Linked DNA regions of Sus scrofa: region 2 is linked to region 1. Evidence: chromatin contacts called from public HiChIP or PLAC-seq data. All regions are on one chromosome and are shown on one strand. Each heading gives the region's core, a stretch centred on a gene start, on an enhancer-like site or on the middle of the called end of the contact. The rest is flanking DNA. Distances are from core to core; before and after follow the strand shown.

What was found. HiChIP or PLAC-seq counts read pairs in DNA pulled down with a chosen protein or histone mark.
Region 2: a contact with region 1 is called in an H3K27ac HiChIP or PLAC-seq map of alveolar macrophages. The contact joins the promoter of PRKD2 here to the promoter of CALM3 in region 1. A contact is called at or near these places in 3 of 47 Hi-C or Micro-C datasets (embryonic fibroblasts, heart right ventricle and liver) and 1 of 2 datasets of contacts at active chromatin or transcription factors (alveolar macrophages).

The regions. Positions count from the first base shown.
Region 1 is chr6:52,503,007-52,509,720 of Sscrofa11.1, forward strand. It overlaps CALM3 (calmodulin 3), which reads left to right and starts at 3,973. Exons shown (of 6, transcript NM_001244209.1): 1 at 3,973-4,140. The coding sequence starts at 4,138.
Region 2 is chr6:52,596,616-52,603,329 of Sscrofa11.1, forward strand. It overlaps PRKD2 (serine/threonine-protein kinase D2), which reads right to left and starts at 2,529. Exons shown (of 18, transcript XR_002344708.1): 1 at 1,521-2,529. STRN4 (striatin-4) reads right to left here. Exons shown (of 17, transcript XM_021094615.1): 16 at 6,505-6,714; 17 at 5,319-6,276. The coding sequence ends at 6,570.

The DNA.
Region 1 (6,714 bases), core at 2,723-5,222:
GCCGCACTTGTGACCTACACCACAGCTCAGAGCGACACTGGATCCTTAACCCATTGAGCCAGGCCAGGGATCAAACCCACGTCCTCATGGATACTAGTTGGGTTCATTAACCACTGAGCCACAACAGGAATTCCTGGGATGCAATTTTAAATGGAATGGCCAAAGTAGGCCATCACTGAGGACATGTTGTTTGAACAAAGACTTGAAGCTAAAGAGGAGACAAACCGCATGAAGTATTGTGGGGAGACCATTTGAAGAAGACCCCAAGGCAGGAATCACCCATATATGTTCAAGGCCACATATGCAATGAGGCCAGAGTGGCTGGAACAGAGACTGAGAGGAGAAGAACATCAAGAGGTGAGGTCAGAAAAATAACGGGGTCATCAGAGTGTGACGTGGAACAGACAGTATGGAGGACTTAGTGTTTATCCAGGTGATGGATGTGAACTGAACTGGTGTGTTATGACTTCTAGAAAAATTTTTAGGGCTGTACCCACGGCATATGGAGGTTCCCAGGCTAGGGGTCGAATCGAAGCTATAGTTGCTGGCCTACACCACCGCCACAGCAATGTGGGATCTGACTCCTATCTGTGACCTACACCACAGCTCACAGCAAAGCTGGATCCCCAGCCACTGAGTGAGGCCAGGGATCAAACCCGCATCCTCATGGATACCAGTCAGATTCATTTCCGCTGTTATTACGATCTTAATTTGAATTTTCCTGATGATAATGGGGTTAAGCCTTAGTTTATTGATCATTCCTAAAGCTCAGAAGATTTGAAGCTACATCAAGATTCTTGCCTCTCTGGAGCATAGGACAACCTAAGATTTGGAAGGGCAGGAGATCCCCTGTGAGGTCACCAAGATTATTCCCCAGCAGTGGAAAGAAGGGGTTTTGAGGTCAGGATCATCAGATTTAGCAATTAGAAATGCAGGAATTGGGAGTTTCCATTGTGGCACAGAGGAAACGAATCCGACTAGGAACCATGAGGTTGTGGGTTCGATCCCTGGCCTTGCTCAGTGCATTAAGGATCTGGCATTGCTGTGGCTGTGGTGAAGGCTAGCAGCTGTAGCTCTGATTAGAACCCTAGCCTGGGAACCTATATATGCCCTGGGTGTGGGCCTAAAAAGACACACACACACAAAAAGAAGAAAGAAATACAGGAATCCAGTTGAATGTGAATTCCAGATCAACAACAAAAATAGATATTTGAGTATAAGTATGGTCCATGGAACTTTTGCTCCAAAATATTACATTGGTCCAACCAAAAAAATGCATTCCATACAATTCCATTTCTACAAAACTCTAGAATAGGCAAAACGAATTTCTAATGACAGAAGCCAGAAACATTTTGGTTGAGTGGGACAGGAATTGACTGGGAAGGGCCACAGAGGAGCTAAATTCTGGGATGATGGAAACGTACAGCTCGTCTTAGGCGGTGGTTACACAGGTATATGGAATTGTCAGAACTCACTGAGCTGGGAGATCACACTGTGGCTCAGTGGAAAGGAATCTGACTAGTATCTATGAGGACCCAGGTTCAATCCCTGGCCTTGCTCAGTGGGTTAGGGATCTGGTGTTGCCGTGAACTATGGTGTAAGTCGCAGAGAGGGCTTAGGTCTAGCATTGCTGTGGCTGTGGCATAGGCCAGGGGTGTATTCAACCCCTAGCCTGGGAATTTCCATATGTCTTGGGTGTGGTCCTAAAAAGAACAAAAAAGAACAACAACAACAAAAAACCTCACTGAGCTGAATACCTAAAACCTTTTTATTTTTCTCTTAATTTTTGTTTTATTTATTTATTTATTTTTATTTTTAATTTTTTTTTTTTGCTTTTTTAGGGTGGCACCCGTAGCATATGGATGTTCCCAGGGGTCTAATTGGAGCTACAGCCACCAGCCTACATCACAGCCACAGCAATGCCAGATCCGAGCCGAGTCTAAGAACTACACCACAGCTCACAGCAATACTGGATCCTTAACCCCCTGAGCAAGGCCAGGGATCAAACCTGCAACCTCGTGCGTGGTTCCTAGTCGGATTCGTTTCCACTTCGCCACGACAGGAATTCCCTGTGGCATTTCACTGAATGTAAATTATGCTGTGGTGTTCCCCATGGTGCAGTGGATTAAGGATCCGGCGTTGTCACTGCAGCAGCTCGGGTTACTGCTGTGGCATGGGTTCAATCCCTGGCCCAGGAACTTCCACATGCCACAGTAAAAAAATAAATAAAAATAGATAGATAAATAAATTATGCCACACATGCACACACATGCACACACAATTGGCTCTGAACCAGTCAGAGGTATGGAAATAAGAAAAGTTGATGGTTTACACCTGAACCACAGGTCCTCCCCCAAAGCAGGCATCCGAGTCAGCTTCCACCAATGCAAGGGCACTAACCAAAAAGGGAACACGTTCATGTTTGGCTGCTATAACACAGTGACCCAAAATAACAGTGACTTAAGCCATAGAGAAATGTATTCCTCAAAATTCCCGTCGTGGCTCAGCAGTTAATGAACCCGACTAGGATCCATGAGGATGCAGGTTCGATCCCTGGCCCTGCTCAGTGAGTTAAAGATCTGGCATTGCCCTGAGCTGTGGTGTAGGTTGCAGATGTGGCTGGGATCTCTCATTGCTGTGGCTGTGATGTAGGCCAGCAGCTGTAGCTCCAATTTGACCCCTAGCTTGGGAACCTCCATATGCCACAGGTGTGGCCCTAGAAAGAAAAAAAAAAAAAAAAAAGTCTCTCTCTCTTGCATAAAATTTTGGCACTGGGGACAAAAAGGTGAGCTCTGCTCCAGAAAATCATCCAGATCTTAGGTGAGTTTGCTCCCATTGGTCTCTCCTCTAATGCCTACCAGGCTGTTCCATCAGCAGGCAAGGTGAGAGAAAGGACAGCATGCTCTCCACCCCCTTAAGGGCATGTCCAAAAGTTTCACATATCGCTTCTGCACACATCCTTTTTAACCACAATTCAATCAAATGACCGCTCACAACTGTTTCTGAGCTCCAGGAAACAGTCACAGTTAACCTTCACACTCTTTTCCTCCTATGGTTGGAACCTAGGCACAAGGAGTGCAAGAGTCAGGTGGTCTACAACACAATAAGACAGTGCAAGTCTGGGCTCCCCAGCCAAGCCAAGTACACTGGTCCAGCCTTACAGGAGGCGCTCAATTTAGGCTTAATTGAAGGCTGAATTAATGCCATATTCCCAGAGATCGTCCCGGGGTGGCCCCAGCTTCACAGACCTTGGGCCAATCAGGGGGACAGGCGTTCTGCACACCTGTAGAGTGTGTCTCAGGGTGGAGACACCTGGCCCCAACAGGTGGAAGTTCTAAGTAACCAGCTGAACCTTGTAGACCCCGCCAACTCGGAGGGTCCAGTTAGGGGCGGAGCTTCCAGGCCAGCATTTTGGATTGCACCATCTTCCATCTGTTAGAGGGGAGAGCCGAGAAAGAGCTTCTGCATCTTCCACCAGCCCTCTTACTACTCTCTGACTGCAAAGACTATGTAGTTGCTTCTCTAACAGTCACAGAGTTTTCCCCTTCGCCTCGTTACACCTCACGGCTCCACGCAGCCACACATTTCAGAATCCCCACCACCACCACACAGTGGCTCGCCCCAATTTGACGCATTGCAGGGAAGGCCGGACCAATCGGCACCGCGCTTTCATTTCCGCCATAACCCGGGCCCAATAGTGGCGCGTCTCACACAGGGACGCGTCACGCGCCGCCGTAAGGTGCCCCTCCGCCGAGGGGAAAAGTAAAGCCGCACGGGGGCGGGGCGCGCGGCGACGGAAAGTAGTCCCGCGCGGGTGCCCGCGCGGCCGGCCGTAAACACAGGTCTGCGCGAACCGAGAGCGAGAGATCCGCGGGCCCGGTGGTGCGGAGGGAGGCGCGGAGGGATCCGTGGGAGCCGCAGTGCGGCGACGCGCGTGCGGGGCGGGGCCGGGCGGGGCGGGGCGGGGCGCGCGCGGCGGCCGTTGAGGGACCGTTGGGGCGGGCGGCGGCGGCGGCGGCGCGCGCTGCGGGCAGTGAGTGTGGAGGCGCGGACGCGCGGCGGAGCTCGAGCTGCTGCAGCTGCTGCCGCCGCCGGAGGAACCTTGACCCCCGCGCTCCGGACACCCCGGGCCTCGCCATGGTGAGTGAGGCTGAGAGGCCGCCGAGGCCGGGGGCTCTGAGGCGGGCACGGAGGGGCAGGACCCCTGAGAGCGCGAGCGGACCCAGAATGGGGGAGCGTTTCGGCCCCAGCGAGCGCCTCTGGACCCCTCTCTGCTCCTCAGTCGGGGGCATTGGAACCCAGAGCGGGACATTTGGATCCCACAAGGGCTTTGGGGGTCTTCCAGAAGTATAGCATGGGGTAGTTAGACCCCAGAATGGGCACCTGAGTCCTCCAAGGGGGGCACTGGAACCCGGGATGGAGCATCTGGACCCTCAAATGGGAAGGGCTCCTGGACCCAGAATGAGGCGTTTGGTCCCCGAAGTGGGGTGTTTGAATTCCAGGGGAGCGAGGGAAGAAACGTTGGCTAGAGAAGGGGGTGATCTGTGCCCTGATAAAGGCTTTGGGTCCTGAGAGGATGCAGGGAAGGGGGATCGGAAGGAAGCCAGGCTGCTAGGGAGCTCCCCAAAAGGGGGCCGTGGATAACTGGGCCTGGGTGGGGAGGGGTGCTCCTGGGACCAGGGAGGTGGGGGTCACTCCTGCAGACCAGACCCTCGAGGGGAGAGAAGGAGGTTCTCCAGAGACATTGCAGAGGAAGAAGGAGGAGGGTGAGGTGCAAGCTTGGGGAGGAAGAGCCTAGGGTGGGTGGCGACAGAGGTTAGAAGATGCTCTGAAGTCTATGGGGACTGGAAAGGATTGGGGTCGGGAAGTGGTTAAAAGGGGATAGCGTGCTTGCCAGTGGTGCGGGGTCCGGGGGCCCTGTGGTTGATGTTGGGGGGCAGCCAGGGAAGATTCTGAGGTTACCAGTGGGTTAAGGCTGGTAAACTAGGACAGGAGGTTGGTTTTGGGGGGAGAGGAGTGGGGAGGAGTGTTGTGTTTGGGTTCACGAGGGGGTGGGTTTCCAAGGTGAGGGGTGGGCGAGCACTTTGATTTGGGTGGTGGAAGGAGATCCGCAGACATGTTGGAGCAAATGAATGGCAGCTGAGGTTGGCCTAGGTTTGAAGGTGGATGTGGGTAGCTTCCTGGAAGTTTCCAGGGCAAAGCCGGGACAAAGACTGCTCATTCTGGATGGGGGGCGGCTGGCTGCAGAGGCCAGAGAGAGTGGGTCTAGGGTCCCCTTCTCATAAGATGGGGCTGGGCAGAGGGCACCAGGCAGTGGGAGCCAGTGGGCGGAGTTGTTCCGGCCTCTATTGCGCACTGAAGCTGCATGAAATGGGGGTGGGGAAATCAAAGTTTGGGATGCATCAAATGAGCCAGCTTTTTAAGCCTTGAACCTCACCCCCTTGATGGCCCTTTCAGACCAAGAGAGCTGGTTTCTCCAAACAGGAGTGTTGGTTTTCTCGTGGTCTCCAGCTCCACGCACTGCTCTGCATCTCCTCGCTTGTGCCAAATGACAGTGCAGTACAGTGTGGCGTCAGTGACAATCAGACGCCTGTTCCTGTGGCCTCGGGGTGGGGGCTGCAGAGCTTGACCAGAGAGAACCTCCAAAGGGACCCCTTCATCGGCCTGAGGTCCACTTGTTCCGTTCAGGGCCCTCACTGAGTGCTTCTGTGAATTCACACAGCTAGGGCTTTGAGAGAAAACCAGCGAACGAGTTCTTTTCTAGTCTCTGCCACCCACAACACCCACAGCCCCCCAGGCCTGGCCTCAGAACCAGGTGCAGCCATCCTCCCTGGCAAGGCCAGGGAGAACAGGCAGCCGCTGCTGTGTATCAGATCTCATACTTGCTGACACAGACCTGATGGCTCCTCTCACCGCTACCCCATTTTCCCCGAGCAGAAACTTGCTAAAGGTGCCTGAATCACTGGCAGGTGCCAAGAGGTCCCCCACCTCCCAAATAGGACCCGAGCTTTGGCCCTGACTAGTTTCTCTTTCCGTATGTAATCAGCAAGGTATGGGTGGGACGAGTCGCTGTTAACTGGCCTTGGACTTTGGCCTGAGCGCTGTGGCTCCTCCTTGGCCCGGGTGAGAGGCCCTGGCCTTGGTTTCTGATCTCATCTAACACTGCTCTCTGGCATTGGTTGGGGGCTGGGGCAAGGCAGAGAAATAATACTCTCTTCCCTCCCCCACCTCAAGGTTATTATTATTTTTTTTTTTTTTTCATGTCCAGCCCCTTGCTGGAGCCTAAAATGTGGGATAAGGAAGCAGGACACCAGCTGGGTTATTTTCGAGACAGTTTTTGATGAAAGCTGAAAATGTTCAGATCTGGAAAGGGAAGAAGCCCTGAGAAGTGGTCCCCAGCAGGGATCACTTCTCAGATAGTCAATGTTCTGGGCAGTAGCTGTGCTTTGCCATCTCAGGCTCAGAGCTCAGACCTCCTTCCCCAAGCAGGGGAGAGGGTCTCCTAGCAGGGAGAGAGAGAGTGTGCGTGTGACAGGCCCCACAGGCAGAGCCACGCCTATTTGCAGCAACCTTGTAAAGGAGTGGAACGTGGCAGTGCCGCCTCTGCGCCTTCCAGCTTGTCGGTGGGGAGGGAGCTGCAGACACCGGCCTTTGCCTTCAGAGCCCCGAGCCGCTCTGGGGCGTTCTGCAACCTGTCCCAACCTCCTTACACCC
Region 2 (6,714 bases), core at 1,279-3,778, 92 kb after region 1:
GGGACACAGCATTTCACCCAGGGGACAATCTGCATCCCCCGCCCTCCTCCCCCAGGCCTGTTTTCCCAAGGAGCAGACTGAGTTGCATGTGGGAGCTGGGCCTGATGGTTTGGGGGTTTAAGCAGATGGCAAAGGAAGATTTCGCTGTTCTTGCGGCTGGGAGGGGGGCCGCAGGTGGCCAGGACCCCCTGGGCCTTGACTGCCTGGGCAGTCTTCTTCTGAGCTTCAATTTCCTTGTCTGTTAAATGGGAGACTTGGCCTAGTGCCTAAGGTTTTCTCTGAATCTCCCAGATTTCATTTCGAGGCGTCTAAGATTCTAGAATTTGAATATTTGGAGATTCTAATATGCTCACAGTAGAGGATTACTCATTCTAGAGTCCAATAAATTATCATTATATGCTTTAGGATTTTAACAACCTAAATTAGCAGTAGTCTAATATTTTAATGTTCTAGGAACCTTTGGATATTAGGATTCTAATATTAAAATATCTCAGCATTAAAGGGTTTCAACCCAGCATTCCAAAATTCTAACTTTTTTTTTCAAAATTCTAACATTTTAATGTTCTAGGATTCCAACAACACAAAATAGAATATTCCAACATTTTAAGGCATTAGTATTTCAACAACCTCGGGTTCTAATGTTTGAACATTTTACTATCAGAGGAGTTCAATTACCTAGCATATCCCAGCAATTTAGAACTCTAATATCTTAACATTTTTACAGTCCACAATTCCCACAATAGAGAAGCCCACTATTCAGTCTAACTTTCAGCTTTCTAGGATTCAAGCACTGAGTCCCACCGGATTTTCCTTTGCAGTGACACCCCCCCCCCCGCCCCGCTAGGCTCCCACCTTGGTGACCCCTGATATCCAAAGCTAAGAGTGGGTGGTGGGGAAGGCCCGTTTTAACAAACCAATCTCAGAACGGAGGGGTGGGGACACTGATCAGGAAAGGGGGCAGAAACCTCAGAGCCTTTGAGGATTGTCAAGAGGCCCCTCCACACACACGCACACACCTCAGGCCTGGGACGGGAGCAGAGACTGGACTCTGAGACCTCATTCGGCCCTGGCAGCTAGTGCGGGCACCCACACCCACACATGTCACCTGATCGCCATGGCCAGCCTGGCTTCAATATCTACTCTTTCCACCAAATGGGAGGCCTGGACTGGCCAGGCAGGGAGGTGTCCCCCCCCCCCGCCCCCCTCACCCCTTCCTCTAGGCTTCTACACCTGGCCCGCCCATCCCTTCCTCCCTGCTGTCTGCTGCAAACAACAACATGCAGGGACATGCAATTTGGGGAGGCCTCTGGGGCACCCCACCCCTGGGGCCTCCCTCAAATGGGTAGTCAGGTGAGGAGACACCTGGGGGCCCAAGCCCTAGGCCCACACCTCACTCACCAAAGGCTTAGCTCCCCCCCCTCCCTCCTCCCCTACGCTGTGCTCCAGGTCGCCTCTGCCAGCGCTCCCCTCCTCTAGACCTCTCCCCGAGCTGGACGAGGGGGGGAACACTACGCTCTCACCTTCTGGTCCACGATGGAGCAAGCCAGCTGCTTCACATGGGCCAACTCGGAGGCTGTGGGCAACAGCACGAACTCGCGGGTCAACCCGATCTGGATGTGGAAGGAGACCCCGGAGCCCGGGGCCGGGACATGGGGCAGCAGCGGTGGCGGCGACTGCAGTTCCAAGCCGCCGGAGGGCAGAGGAGACCCTGGGCCGGGAGAGCCCGGGAGCCCAGCGGGATGGGAGGGGGCGGCGGCCATAGGGCGAGGCCCGGGACCAGCCGCCCGTCTTCCACCCGGGATCCGGCTGGAGGAGCCTGGGCAGAGAGGCTCGGGTCACTGGGTCCGAGGAATCTTGTAAGCTGGTGGTTAGACCGCGGGGATCCCGGGGCTCTGAGAAGAGAAACCTGGCAGGTTGAGGGGACTGGAGGATGGTGAGACCCTGGGAGATAGAGAAAAGCTATCTAGTGGATCAGATGCCCGCCCGAGAATCAAGGGATCACAGACGATCAGACAGTAGAAAGCTAATGGTTTGGGGGTACCCAGCGACCAGGGGAATCCAAGAAACCAAAGAAGAAAATCTAGCAGGTCGGGGTCATGGGGAGCAGAAGAGCTCAGGATCTAAAGGAGCCATGGGGAGAGAAGAAACTGGAAAGGGAGCAGGGGAAGCCAACACAGTGGCTCTAAGAGGACTCATCTAAGGGGGCCCGAGGGATTCACCAGACCTTGGGGATGGAGAGCAGGAGCCTCAGAGACGGGATTCGAGTGGATCCCGGGGATCCGACAGCGGGCCCGGGGATGGGCAAAGGGATTCCGAGGGCCGGGGTGCTAAGGTGGGAAAATCTCACGGGTTTCGGAAGTAGGAGAAAAATTCGGTCGGGACCGCGGAGAAGGGGGTGTTACCGGCGGCAGTGGGGTGGCGGGGTGGGGGTGGGGCAAAGGAAGGTGGCCGGGCGCCCAGGGCTCTTTTTCCCCCTCCAAAGTTTAACTCCGCTGCGGCGGCCCAGGAGGAAGTGTCCGGAGCGACGGCGCAGTTGGCCAACCGGCGCTGGGTTCGATGACGTCAGAGAGGGCGGAGCCTGCTGAGGGGCCGGGGACGGAAGAGGAGGGCGGGCTCAGCGCCTCCGAGTTGGGGGTGGCACCCCCCCTGCCCGCCCCCGACCGGGTCTGGGGACCTGGGAGGCGAGGCGGATCCGGAGGCGACACTGATTCCTACCCCCCAACGCACTCAGGTCGGGAAAGTCGGCTTTTCTCTGACCTAGAGAAGGAGGGGCGAGCCACCCGCACACCACCACAGGGCGCGATGCCGGGGCTGAGGAGGCGCCTGGCCCTTTAAGGAAGGGGGCCGTCTCGCGGGGCTTGCATCCGGCGCCCACCGCAGGGGAAAGGGTGGGAGACGGGGTCAGAGCCGGCCCGCTCTCCGAGCTGGGCTTCCCTCTTCCCAGAGTGTCGCCACGCCCCAGTCCATTCCACAGGTGGGAAGACCGAGGCTTCCTGAGGGCAGAGGTTCTTGCCTCTGGTCTCTCTCCAGCGACCTTGGCCAAAGAGCCAGGAGCAAACAGGAGGAGCCAGGGCTGTGCAGGCAGTCAGGCACAGGGCAGGTGGAGAAGGGGGATATTTTCCATCTGTCAGCTCCCCACTCCACCCCAGTTCTTAGGGTGAAGAGCCAAAGAAAGGCCTGGGGGTGGCTGGAAGGGCCATAGCAGCAAGGGAGCATCACACCCACACTTTGTAGCTGGAGAGCCCATTGTTCTCACGGGGAAGTGTGCACGTGTCTTCCCCTGTGTAACTTTAGGTTGGTGGCCTCTGCTCTCTGAGCCTTTCTGTCAGATGGGAAAATATTAGGACTGACTCCAGAGGGTCTTTGTGGGGATTAATGAGATAGTAGAAGGGTGACCGAAACACAGCAGACGTGGAGTGATGATGGCTCTGGCTCTAGTGCTCAGATAAGCCGGTGAGCACGTTGAAGCGCTGGGGTGTTTATGGAAGGGTATATTCAGTCATTCCACAAATATGGATTGAGGCCCTACCTACTCTGTGTCAGGCTGTCATAAAATGCCTCCTCTAGGAGCAATTCGGACTTGATTTCTCCTCCCCAGCTAATAATAGAGTGGTGGGACCTTCCCATTGTGGCGCAGTGGAAGGAAACCCCGCCTAGTATCCATGAGAATGCGAGTTTGATCCCCGGCCTCGCTCAGTGGGTGAAGGATCCAGAGGTGCCGTGAGCTGTGGCATAGGTTGCAGATGCAGCTGGGATCCCAAGTTGCTGTGGCTGTGGTGTAGGCCTGCAGCTGCAGCTCCAGTTCAGCTCCTAGACTGGGACCTTCCATATGCTGAGGGTGCGGCCCTAAAAAGCAAAAAAAAAAAAAAAAAAAAAAAAAAAAGTTGCTACCATTTCGTTTACATACAGGAAGCTGAACCCTCTGAGAGGCAAAGTGACATGTCCAGGATTACCAGGCGGGTTGCTACCACCCACGGCTTCTTCACGAGGCCAAGGCCTGGTTGAGCTGCAGAGGCATCCCAGTGGAGATGGGCCACCGCTGCTTGGGTTCCAGACCAGCAGGGCTGGTTAGGAATGAGGACCTCAAGATGAGCCCCCTTTCCCAGTAAAGGGCTGTTGGGGGCAGCTGAGGTCGGTACAGTAGCGATTCTGTCACCACATCCGGGGGCTGGCTGGGGCTGGGGAAGGAAGTCTAAGGCTGGAGCGAAAACCTAAACCACCACCTGGGGAAGCTACACAGAGCTGAGGAATGAGGGGGGAGCGAGGCTGCATGGCACCCATAGCTGGGTTCCTTTCCGTGTCATCTGATGGCCATCTGCCCACCTGTACCCTTTGTCCAGGCAGGGGGACAACCATCACAGTGAAATACTAACGTGAGTTCCCAGGCCTTCAGCTGTTCTTTTTCCCAGGGGCCCTGGACAGGAGCCAGGCCCTGTTCTGGGCACTGGCGTGTGGCCGTGTGACACGGATGGGCATTACAATCATGCCCTATTTACAGGGGACACTGAGGCTCAGGGAGGTGCCCCTGGCTGGTAGGGGTGGAGGCCTCCTAGCAGCAAGCAGAGGGAGTCCCAAGGGCCTGGATGGGAATTGCGACGACATGCCGGGCCAACAGCCAGCTCCTTGAGCCCCCACTCCCGCCTCTCATCCTCTGTAACACATGCATAAGGCTCTGCTCCCTATTTCGAAGTGAGGACCTAGTGAAATGGCTCAGGATGAGCCTAGCACAGGGGCTGGCTCCTGCTGAGGGCACAGCCCACCACTGCGACTTGGTCCCTCAGGGAAGGGAGAAGGGAGTGGACTTGGCAGGGTGCCCGCACCTCCTCCTTGGGACAGCTCCCAGCTGGGCAGGGGGGTCCACGCGGGCAGGTCCTGGATCTCCCTTCCCGCTCCATGAGGCCCAGGCATGGGCCAGGGAGAGGGGGCCTTCCGTGCTGCACGTTAGCACTCTGGCCCCACCACCAACCATCCAGCACACATGGCACCAGGTGGGGTGTGGGGGGGACACGACAGGAGGAGTCTTGAGCTGAAGTGTCACATCACATCATCTGCTAGTCAGGGCTCTTCCCCGGGCGGCTTCTGCAGCCCCTGGGGAGGGAGCGCTTAGGGACAGAAAGGAGGGGCCCAGGGAGATTCGGTCCTGTGCCCCTACTTCCGTCCCTCCACCCACACCCCACCCAAGCTCTGGGCCCCTCTGTGGCACCCCCGCCCTACCACAAAACCCCAACCCATCATATCCCCTCTCTCCAAGCCCCACCCAGCGCCAGTTACTTCCCTGAGAAAGTCCCAGTCCCCTCAACAGTCAGCATTGCCACCCGTCTTACTCCAAAGGGTTTATTGAGACAAGTTTCACATACAACAAGTCCAGGGCAGAAGGGATGGGGCTTATAAACAGGAACCTGGAAGGGGGCTGAGGGCACAGGGTGGAACCCAAAAAAGAGTGAAATAAATAGAGGAAGAGCGTGAAGGGCAGGGCCAGGAGCAGAGACGACAGACTATCACACAGTGATAACGACATGGGTGGGGGTGGGGCTCCATTAAAATCCCATTTATTTATACAGATATACAGGGAGTTATGGGGGACTGGGGGACCCCACTCCACCCTCCATGCCCCTGGGAGGGGCAAGAGAAGGCCATCTCTCCCCATGGGTGACCCCATGGGGGTTGGGGGAGCTGCCCTTGGAGGAGGGTTGGGGGAGGTAGGGGCGGGCACCTCCCCCGAGGGCATCACCTGCTCCCCAGGCAGTGACCGGCCCCAGAGGCCATGGGTAGTGTCTGGAAAGCTGTGCTGAGGAAGCTGGAGGGGGAGGCGGTTTGCTGGGCGCGCCTCTGGGGTTGTCTTGCCAGCAACCCTGCCGGCAGCTGGCTGCCCGGCCCCAGCCCCCTCTGAGCGAATGGGGGACTCGGGCTCCTCCCAGCACAACTCCCACCTGGGTCCATGGAGGTGGGGAGGAGGGTCAGGGGTTCAAAGAGAGAACCTGGCACCTTCTGGCATCTTGGAAAAGCTGATCCCCAAGGACACCCAGCCCTGGTTGTGTGGCCCCCGAGAAGGCAGCTCAGAGACCCGGAGAGGGTGTCAGGGTGAAGAGAAAATTCCCAGAGGCCATCCTGGAGGGCGATTCCTGAAGGAGGCTGCCGCCCCGGCTGGAGGCTCGGGGAAGGGCCGTGGGGAGGGCCTCCTGGGGAAAGGGCCCTTAGCACCACCAGGCTCCAAGGCAGGCAGGAAGAAGCCGGGCCTCCAGGCCTCTGGGCCTCCAGACTGAGGCTGGGAGTCACCTACGGGAGACAGCAGGGAGGGGGACTGGACCAGGACCTCCAGGGCGCAAGGGGTCAGGCAGCTCTGGCCGCTCCCCTGAATGCCCAGGGGCTACCCTGGCGCTTCTCACAGGGCACCCTGACCAGGACTTCGGGATCTGACAGCCTCCAGAAATGCCAGGCCGTCGGAATGCACATGCAGCGGGCTTCTGCCCTCCCAAGCCAAGCCTCCCCCGTCTGGCCCCTCACCTCAGTCCCACCTGCCCGGCCCGCTCCGCAGCCAGTGTGGCGGCCTGGGCGGGGCCGGGTGGGCATCATACGAAGACCTTGGCCAGGGCGTCGGCGCCAGCACTGGCAATGAGGGCCTTGCTAGGGTGGCAGGCGACAGCGTGGATGGCCTCCTCGTGCTTCTTGCGGTGGGCCGTGATCTCCTGAACGCACGTTTTATTGTCCAGGCTC